2 separate regions of the Sus scrofa genome follow, and region 2 is linked to region 1. Evidence: chromatin contacts called from public Hi-C data. All regions are on one chromosome and are shown on one strand. Each heading gives the region's core, a stretch centred on a gene start, on an enhancer-like site or on the middle of the called end of the contact. The rest is flanking DNA. Distances are from core to core; before and after follow the strand shown.

The links. Hi-C and Micro-C count contacts between places; a contact is called where the count stands out from the background.
Region 2: a Hi-C map of liver shows a contact between it and region 1, with 6 times the contacts expected there. The contact joins the promoter of APPBP2 here to the promoter of BCAS3 in region 1. A contact is called at or near these places in 1 of 5 promoter capture datasets (fetal liver), 4 of 47 Hi-C or Micro-C datasets (heart right ventricle, liver and skeletal muscle) and 1 of 2 datasets of contacts at active chromatin or transcription factors (alveolar macrophages).

The regions. Positions count from the first base shown.
Region 1 is chr12:37,473,171-37,478,144 of Sscrofa11.1, reverse strand. It overlaps BCAS3 (breast carcinoma-amplified sequence 3), which reads left to right and starts at 2,924. Exons shown (of 27, transcript XM_021068161.1): 1 at 2,924-3,061; 2 at 4,470-4,557. The coding sequence starts at 4,487.
Region 2 is chr12:37,610,836-37,615,809 of Sscrofa11.1, reverse strand. APPBP2 (amyloid protein-binding protein 2) reads right to left here and starts at 2,040. Exons shown (of 13, transcript XM_013981135.2): 1 at 1,595-2,040. The coding sequence starts at 1,732.

The DNA.
Region 1 (4,974 bases), core at 1,675-4,174:
TAGTTCCTAGTCAGATTTGTTTCTGTTGCACAACGACGGGAATGCCTTCCTTTTTTTTTTTTTTTTTGGCTTCACCCTTGGCATGTAGATGTCCCCAGGCCAGGGAATGAACCCAAGCCACAGTGGCGACAGCACTGGATCCTTAGCCCAATACATCACAAGAGAACTCCTCTTTATTTTTCCTTATGCTTGACTGAAAATTGAAATATTAAAGTTCTGGGAGTTCCCTCCAGGCTCAGTTCATCATGATTCTAAGTGAAATCAAATTATTTTATCACTGCTTAAATCATGTGATTATTGTTCCAGTGTTTTGGGGGCCAAAACAAGTGAGGCAATGGCTTGTTTGAGGCTAAAAAAAGAATCCTAATCCTACCAAACAAAAAGAAAATATCTTGACCTTGACATTTGGTTTGCATATGTACAGTTCCCTGACAATTCTCTGGGAAATTCTTCGTTGTTTTTGATTTGCAGGGCCTTGGGAGGGGCAATTTTAGTCATTTGAGATTTATTACAATGGGCTATTGTAGCAACTGGAAGAACACGGGACTCTGGCTTGAAATCACTCTTACACTGAAAATGATTTTCCTAGCTGGGATTGCTCAGTCCCCAGAATAGATTGTTGAAGTTTCCCCAAGTTCCAATACTCTGAAATGACTCAGGAGCTGGCAAAATGTATTAAGCATGAGTGGGAAATGCTCACCACAAATTCTACTTTATTCTCTATTTGCAGGCTCATGAGAGATTTGAACATCTTTGTGGAGAAAAAGGAGTAATTAGAAATAGTTGATTAATTCATACTTAGAAGTAGTTAATTTAAAGAAATTTCTAATTGGTTCTAGGAATTTAAAATTTATTTACACCTCGTAACATTATCTTATGAGGCTCATAACATTCTTTCCACAATTCACAAAGGATGAAATCCGGGCAGAGAAATTCACTTCCAGTAAAAAAAAATGCATAACTTCAACGGGGTTCATCCTATCTGTAAATGTTGTCACTCATTTGCTCAAGCCCAAATTACAGGCATCATTCTGAATTCTCTTTTCCTTCCTTCCTTTCTTTTTTTGCTTTTTAGGGCCGCAACTGTGGCATCAGTTCCCAGGCTAAGGGTTGAATTGGAGTTACAGCTTCTGGCCTATGCCACAGTCACAGCAACGTGGGATCCTTTTTTTCTGTTTGCTTGTTTTGTCCTTTGTCTTTTTAGGGCTGCAGCCGTGGCATATGGAAGTTCCCAGGCTAGGGGGTGAATCAGAGCTGTAGCTGCTGGCCTATGCTGCAGCCACAGCCATAGCAATTCAGGATTCGAACCCCCAACCTCATGGTTCCTAGTCAGATTTGTTCCCACTGCACCACGATGGGAACACCCTAATAATTCTTCTTCAAAATTCATTCCTTTTTAGGGCCTATATACTTGTGTCTTTTGTCTAGACTACTTTTCCCTTAGAGTAGCTTTCTCATTTCCTTAATTGAATTCTTTGTTCAAATGTCACCTCCTGATCACAACACCTAAAATAAGCCATCTCCTATCTCTATTTATATCCATTTTTTATAGCATTTTACACAACTTCAATGTGTTTATTGAAGTTTATTTATAACAAACTTCTGTGAGTTTATTTCTGTTTTCCTGGAGTTCCCGTGGAGGCTCAGTGGTTAACGAATCCGACTAGGAACCATGAGGTTGCGGGTTCGACCCCTGGCCTTGCTCAGTGGGTTAAGGATCCGGTGTTGCTGTGAGCTGTGGTGTAGGTCACAGACTCTGCTCTAGTCTCATGTTGTTGCTGTGGTGAAGGCCATCAGCTACAGCTGTGATTTGACCCTTAGCCTGACCATATGTCCTGGGTGCAGCCCTAAAAACTCAAAAAAAAAAAAAAAAAAAAAAAAGACGAAAAAATCTCCACAGTTCTGGGAATTTGTGTTGTGGAAAAAGACGAATGTTCAAAATCTTTTATTAGCCAATGTGCAAACATTAGCCTGATAAATATCACTTAGGGTGTCCTTTTTATTGGCACTAATTGAGCGTCACAAGCAAACGGGTGGCTTCTTGGCTAGGTCTCTGTCTGTCTCTCCAGCACTTGGTTAACTGCATATTTCCGGTGAGGTGTCTTTACTAAACTTTCACCTCCTCCACTCTGCTAAAAATTAAAAAAAAAATTCTACTGTTGTATCAGCCACTTTGTTACAAACTCCGTGCCTATTAATAAGCCATATTCTCACGGGATTGTCATGAGTGTTAAACTTGATAGTACTCATGAAGTGCCTAGGACTGTACTGAGTGTTCCTTCAATAAAACAGTAAATATATCTGATGGAAAGACACCATGGAAATCTCAATCTGTTCCTTACGGGAAGTATAAACAGGTAAGGAAGAGGTCAGGCGTGGTCCACAAACCTAAGTCAAATTGATAATACCCTCCTCACCCCTCATTCAGATCACCACCTAGGCTCCAGGGCTGCCCACCAGCGCAAATAAGCCTAGGCTCCCGGAAGGTAAACACATCGAGAAGGGCGGGGCAGAAGGCGGGTTCGGGATGGGTGAGTGGCCCGCTAACAGTGATTGGCAGCTGCCATGTCCACGTGCTTTGAGCTCCGAACCAGCTGTCGCGAGAATTCGATGTAAACAGACCGGTTCTCCAGTGGTCCGACTCCCAGCCTGAGACGCCCAAGTGAGGTGCACAGGCTTTTGCAGCATGATACTGTCTCACGAAGCTACGGAGGTTCTATGTGCAAAGGAAAAGAGACATGTTAGTCACTCCTCCACACCTGCCTGCGTTCGCAACCGAACCTGACACCTCGGCTTCACCCGAACTTACATACTGTTTTGTTTTCCCTCGAGCCCCAGCGGATTGGATCAATTCAGGAGGCGGGCCCGCCTCTTTTCTACTTGCTGGTTGGCGAAGCTGACCTCTGAGGGCGGTGCCCGGCAGCGAACAGTTTGCTTCTGGGATTGGCTAGAAAGGTAGTTCCGCTGAGGCGTGGTAGGAAGTGGTAACCGTCAATCACGAAGGGAGACTCCAAACAGTGAGCCTTGAGCTGGAGAACAGCGTTTACCGGCGGGGCGGCCGGTGAGAGGGCTGGCGGTGCTGTGGCTTTGGGGAGGCTGGGCGAGGACGAGGGACTAGCTGCGTGAGGGGAGAGGGCTTGGCTGGCAGGAATTCGACGAGGGGGATCTGTGGAGATCGGAGGGGGAGGGGAGGAAGGGCAAGGGGCCAGAGGGCGGCCAGGGGCAGCGGTGGCTCAGCGTTGGAGGTTAAGTGGGTAGCGCCGTGCTGGTTGTCTTTCAGGAGAGTGGGATCTGAGGGGCTGGCGAGGGTCTTCCTCAGGAGACAGGGCCCTTGAGGACTGTTCTTGGGAGGCTGTGTTTCGAGAAATAAAGGGAGGAATGGAAATGAGAGAGCTGAGGGACTGGAGGTGAAGGTATCCACTGGGGAAATGGGTACCTGGGCTAGTTGGGGCGAAGGGTGTTTTGGTTGTGGCAGATGGGACTCATCAATGTGCGAGTTTTCAGATAAGGTGATAGAATGCTCCCTGCTTAAAAGAGATGGTTTTAGGGGCTTTCAAGATTAATTCCAGGCTGTGGGCTTTCTTTCCTGAACCATGTAAGAGATCTGTCTCTTTTAACCTTAATCAAGCACATTCCATGCTTTTAAAATCTCCCCAGTGATTCAGGTGCTTTTTAGACATTCGAGGGTCAGGGTTCAATGACGTGACTGGAAAGGATAAGGGGCTTCTAATATAAGTTATTGTTGCTTATTTAGACAATGATGATTAGGTTACAGTAGTGGGGGTGGGGGATGGGGGTTTTAACAAATGGGATTTCAAACATCTTGTTAAATTGTGATCATGCAGTCTTTTTTTGAGTGCATATAATTGAGTTTCAGGTGTACATATATATATGAGTTTCAGGTGTACAACACAATGATTTGAAAGTTGTATATATTGTGAAATGACCACCACAGTAAGACTAGTTCACATCCATCACAATACATGTTAAAATACACAGTCTTATTCATAGAGTCCCCACAGTCTTAGTTGGAGGTATTACCTCATTGTTCCATTTGGTCTTAAAATAGTGTACCAGGTATATTTTCATTGTTCTCAATGGAAGATTTCAGTAAATTCTTTAATTTTGGCTCACAAAGGTAGCACATTTGTTTTTATAAAGTGATCCTGTGCTGGGCTTTGCATCCCTTCCTAGTTTATATTAACAGGGGATCACAGGGTCCTGCAAGAGTCTTAAGTAGTTTTGTGGTTCTTGTCGTGGTCCAAATAAGAAAACCTCAAGAAATCTTTTATCTTACTTTTTCCTCTTCTGCCCTCCCCTCTTTCAGGTGTAATAGGAATTGTTGGGGAATTTTCCTATATTGTAGGTATTTTTGGCAAGGGATCTCTAGCAAGCAGCCCTAAATCTTCCTCCTTACCCCCCCCAATGACAATAATCTGTTTTTTTCTGTCTTTTTGTTCTGGAAACAGGTTTTGTGAATGAAGCAATGGCTACAGATTCCCCCAGAAGACCCAGTCGATGTACTGGTGGAGTGGTGGTGCGCCCTCAGGCTGTCACGTAAGCAAGTTTCAGATAAGCCTAATAAATGAAGGAGTGGTAACTTTCAGGTTTCCTTTGTGAGCAGTGCTTACTTTTGTAAAATCCGTTTAATTTTGGCTTTACAGGATGACAAATATCATTACCAAGGCCAAATAAAAGCAATAATTTGGAGCTCAGGTTGATGTATTTAGCACATTTATAGAGTATGTGAAAAGCACTATGGTAAATCCTTTTTTTTGGTTTTAGTTGTGGGGGCCTGTCCCCAGGGCATGTGGAAGTTGCTAGGCCAGGAATGGAACTCTTCCAAGCTGCTGCAGTGACATCACTGGATCCTTAACCCCCTGTGCCACAAGGGAACTCCACAAATCCTTGAGTACTGTTTTTTTCAAACCTCAAGTTTAACAGTTAGTGGGTCATTAAATCATTTAATGGATC
Region 2 (4,974 bases), core at 791-3,290, 140 kb before region 1:
AAAGCTTCAGTTAGAAGCAAAAGTTACTAGAAGATATCCAAGTACTTTGAAGGAAATCAACCACTAAATGTACTGTTTAAATTTCCAATGATTTTTTCTTTCCTAAAAAAAGTAAAAGATTACATACAATTTAATAAAATGAGTAGAGTTAGCACACGCGCAAAACTGCAGTTTCCCAGGTTGAGAAAGAAATCTAATCATCCTTCCTGGGAGGAACAAATCTTAAATATACAAAATGTCCTTAGACTAAAGTAAGTCAATGTATCAAAGGGGTTTGGAATAAAGGGAGATTTTTCTCTAACCTCTCCTCCCCGCCCCAAATAATAATATAAATGACCAAACTAAATATTCTCCAAATACCTAGGAGGAAAAATTTTTAATTGTTCTAATTGGTGTAAAGCAGCTGGATTTAGTGAAATGCAGCAAGTCAGCTGCTTTCTGAAAAAATATTCCAGGGTGGAGGAAGCGGGCAATCTTCCCAATGAAACAACTGCCATAAAACACTGTACATATAAAATAAGAACACACACATCTGTTAAATATCAGTTTACAATATTCCAGCCAACTTACAAATCAAGAGGAAGTGTTTAGATCTAAAAGATAAATCACACTTTACTTCTGGTCGAATTTTGCATAAGTGGCTACTGGAGTTATCCACATGGATTCAAGGCAAGGAGGACTGAATAAGTCTACTGTTCACACTCAAATGTGGGGGAGAGGAAAAGGGAGGCTCTGAGTCCATAAAGTTCTCCTCCCTCTCTAAACACTGCAAAACTGTCCACGTCTAAAGACACTTACCCTTGAAACTAAACTCCTCAGAGACTGACTAGGAGACTTTTTCTGATTTTTGAGGGGGAGCAATTTAGGAATGCTGCAAGACTACAACTTTCAAATATATGACCATAATTTAAACTCTAATTCTAAAGGTCCCCCCCCGAAAGATTTTCCCCTTCAAGTAGTTTAGCACCACTCCCATATTAATAGAACCCCCCACTCAATCCCCACTATAAACAAAAACCAAAGCTTTAAAGAATATGTGAATAAGGCACACGACTACTTCCAATAATTCCTCAACTCCCTCCAGATTAGGAAGAAAAAGGTGAAACGAAGGAACACGTAGCAGAAAAAAACACTTGGCAAGGAGGGCGACGGGAGGAGAAAAGTAAGAAGGAGGGGAAAAAGAGCAAAGCAAAAAGTCCAGCTGATGCTGATACTTAATTGGGAAGGGAGGGCAGAAAATATCCCGAAGACACAGGCTAGAAGGGAAGAGCTGAGTGGGTCGAGGGCGCAATAAAGTCCACGCAAAAGGCCTATCCAAAGGGGCCCCACTGTAGGAGGGAAAAGCAAAAGGGGGGAAAGACTCATTTCTTAGACGTATCAATCAAAGCCAAGGGTTTGAGAGACAGAGGGTACCAGATGGGTGTCCCTATACTGGACTCCCCAACACCGTCCCAGATGTCTTGGGAGGCGATCCTGCCAGGAGGAGCAAGGGGTTAAACGCGGGGGGTTCGCGGACGTGGAAGGGGGTGCGGCCCCAGGGGCTGCGGCAGGAGGGCAGAGAGCAGGCCCACGGTCGGTAGCCCACCGTCTGTACCTTGTAGTAAACATCGAACTGGATGTTCTCGGGCAAGGAGCGGATGTCTCGGCGGGAGCGGATGTAGTTATCCACGACAGCGGAGATGGCGGTGTTGTAGAGAGTCTCTGGGATCCACTCTAGTTCCACGGCCGCCATCTTCCTTCCCTCCTCCTCCGCCTCCTCCGCCTCCTCCTCCCGAAGGCCCCCGCCTCCCTCCGTAGCGAACCCCTCTGCGGCCCCGGAGGATTCGGAAAGACGGCGTTGGCCACGCGGGCACACGGCAGAAGGGCGCGGCCGCCCTGGCTCCTCCGGGTGAGCTGGGGGCGGTGGCAGCGGGCGCAGGCCCGTGTGCAGAGCTGGCCAAAGAGCCGAGACCAGGCGGGCCGAGGCCTCACATTCCGGATTTGAGAGCAGCCCGGGGTCCGTCCCAGCGCCGATCTCTGCAGGGGCGGGGCTGCGTGTGCGGCGTCATGACGTCAGCGCACGCCTACGCGCTGGAGGGAAGGAATGCGGCAGGCAAAAACTTGGGAAGCAAACAGCGGTGATCCCGCCTACGGGGACGTATTTTCCTAGGGGCCGAAGTTGGGTGGATGAGGGTAAACGTTTTTCACCCGGACGAGTTAAGACAGGTTTTTACCAGCTCCTTCCGAATCACTGGCTGCATCAGTCCTTTCAGCCAATCCTGCCTCCAGACTTCTTAGGCACGGAACCTTTCGAGCTCAGATAAAAGTTTGGAGGCCCAATCATCAGTCCATTGAAAATGATGCATGCAGGGAATTCGCATACTCTGGAAACCCGCCTTTAGACTCTGGTCCCTAAGTCAAGTTAGGAACCTTCGACTTAGGGGCTAGGGATCAGGATGGCAGGAAGACTTGCATTGTGTCACCATTTGCAGTGTTCGAATTCATGGTTCTTTTTCTAAATGAAACTTATTCTCCACCCCCCTAACCCCCAAAAAGGAAAAAGAAATGCTTTAGAATTTGGTGAGAAGGTTAGCCAGATTACAGAATTACAAATAGTGGTAAGAAAAAAAGGACTAAATGGTGGTTGCAATATGACTTAGTGGTGAAACAGAAATTAAGATTTCAACTTTCTCCTCTAGTTCTAGTCCCAGCCTCAGGGGATTGTTGGATAATTGAGTGTACATGTTTCACCTCCCTTCCATTCTCAGCCTGAATGTCTGCTACTTATGTAACTTAATTTTCCATGTCTGTGACTTCAAGAACTTCATGCAACATCTTTCTGCTCTAGGAATTTTTTTTTTTTTCTTTTCCTTTTAGGGCTGAACCTGTGGCCTATGGAAGTTTCCAGGCTAGGGGTCGAATCCGAGCTGCAGCTGCCACACTACACCACAGCCACAGCAATGCAGACGAGGCTCAGATCCAACATTGCTGTGGCTGTGGCATAGGCTGGCAGCTACAGCTCGGATTCGACCCTTAGCCTGGGAACCTCCATATGCCACAGGTGTGGCCCTAAAAAGACAAAAGAAAAAAAAAATCTGGATCTTTAACCCACTGAGCAAGGCCAGGGACAGAACCTACAGCCTCATGGAGTCTAGTCTGAGTCATAACTGCTGAGCCACAACAGGAACCCCTGCTCTAGGAATTTAACAAGGAAACCACTGGCCATTATTGGTGACACGGTCAATCTCATATTCATGCAATCGTTATGTAAAACCTGAAAACAATGATAATAATAATGTGCGGACGTTAAAGCTAAAAGAATTGGAAGTGGTTCTTCCAGTTCACCCTGGTATTTCAAGGTTAAATAGTTAAATCATTGGTAAGAAAGAAAGAAGAAAACATGTTTAGTCCTCTTTTCAGTCTATACCAGTTCTTACTCTGTACCCATGAACATGGGAAAGCTATGGTTAGCCTTATGGTAGAGTGCCAGAATTAGCAAGTAAAAAAAATACAAATGCTCAACTACATTTTTTTCTTTTTTTTTGGTCTTTTTAGGGCCACACCTGCAGCATATGGAGGTTCCCAGGCTAGGGATCTAATCAAAGCTGTACTGCCAGCCTACACCACAGCCACAGTTAGTGTGAGATCAGAGCCAAGTCTGCAACCTACACCACACTGCTCACAGCAACACCGGATCCTTAACCAACTGAGCAAGACCAAGGATCGAGCCCACGTCCTCATGGATACTAGTCTGATTCGCTAACCACTGAGCCATGACAGGAACTCCCAAATTATAATTTCACATAAACAGCGAATAGTTTGTAGGGTTTTTGGGGTTTTGTGTGTTTGGCCGCACCCTCGGCATATAGAAACTCCCAGGCCAGGGATCTAATCTGAGCCATAGCTGCAACCTACCACGCAGCTGCAGGAATGCCAGATCCTTAACTCACTGCTTCAGGCTGGAGATGGAACCTTCCTCACTGCAAAGACAACTTATGATCCCTAACCTGCTGCAGCACAGCAAGAACTCCACGAATAGTTTTTTAATACAAGTGTGTTACATGCAATAGTTTTACCCACCCATTCTGAGTCACCCAAATACATAAGTTCCTTTAGCAAATCCTTTATCAAGAATTCTTGGGGAGTTCCCGTCGTGGCGCAGTGGTTAACGAATCCGACTGGGAACCATGAGGTTGCAGGTTCGGTCCCTGCCCTTGCTCAGTGAGTTAACAATCCGGCGTTGCCGTGAGCTGTGGTGTAGGTTGCAGACGCGGCTCGGATCCTGCGTTGCTGTGGCTCTGGCGTAGGCCGGAGGCTACAGCTCCGATTCTACCCCTAGCCTGGGAACCTCCATATGCCGCGGGAGCGGCCCAAGAAATAGCAAAAAAGACAAAAAAAAAAAAAAAAAAAAAAGAATTCTGGAGTTCCTGTCGTGGCGCAGTGGTTAACGAATCCAACTACGAACCATGAGGTTCGGGTTCAATCCCTGGCCTTGCTTAGCAGGTTAAAGATCCGGCGTTGCCGTGAGGTGTGGTGTAGGTTGCAGACACGGCTCGAATCTGGTGTTGCTGTGGCTGTGGTGTAGGCTGGTAGCTACACCTCCGATTCGACCCCTAGCCTGGGAACCTCCATATGCCGCAGGTGCGGCCCTAAAATGCAAAAAAAAAGAAAGAAAGAATTCTTTGACACAGACCTTTTGAGGCTGTTTCAACTTCTTCCCACAAAAAAGGCATAATTATCCATATATGATCCATGCAAATGTCACATGGGACATACTTATACTAAAAAATTATTCATTGTTCATCTGAAATTCGAGTTTCACTGGCCCCTGTATTTTATCAGCAACCCTACCTCAAGGCATTAATGAATTCCCTGAAATCGTACTAGGATATTGGGGCTGAATCAGGACCTGAGCTCAGGTCCTATAAACAGGTTACATTGTGTCAGGCACACATGTTGATTGCTATATGGACCTTAGGTGCTGCTGGGCAGAAT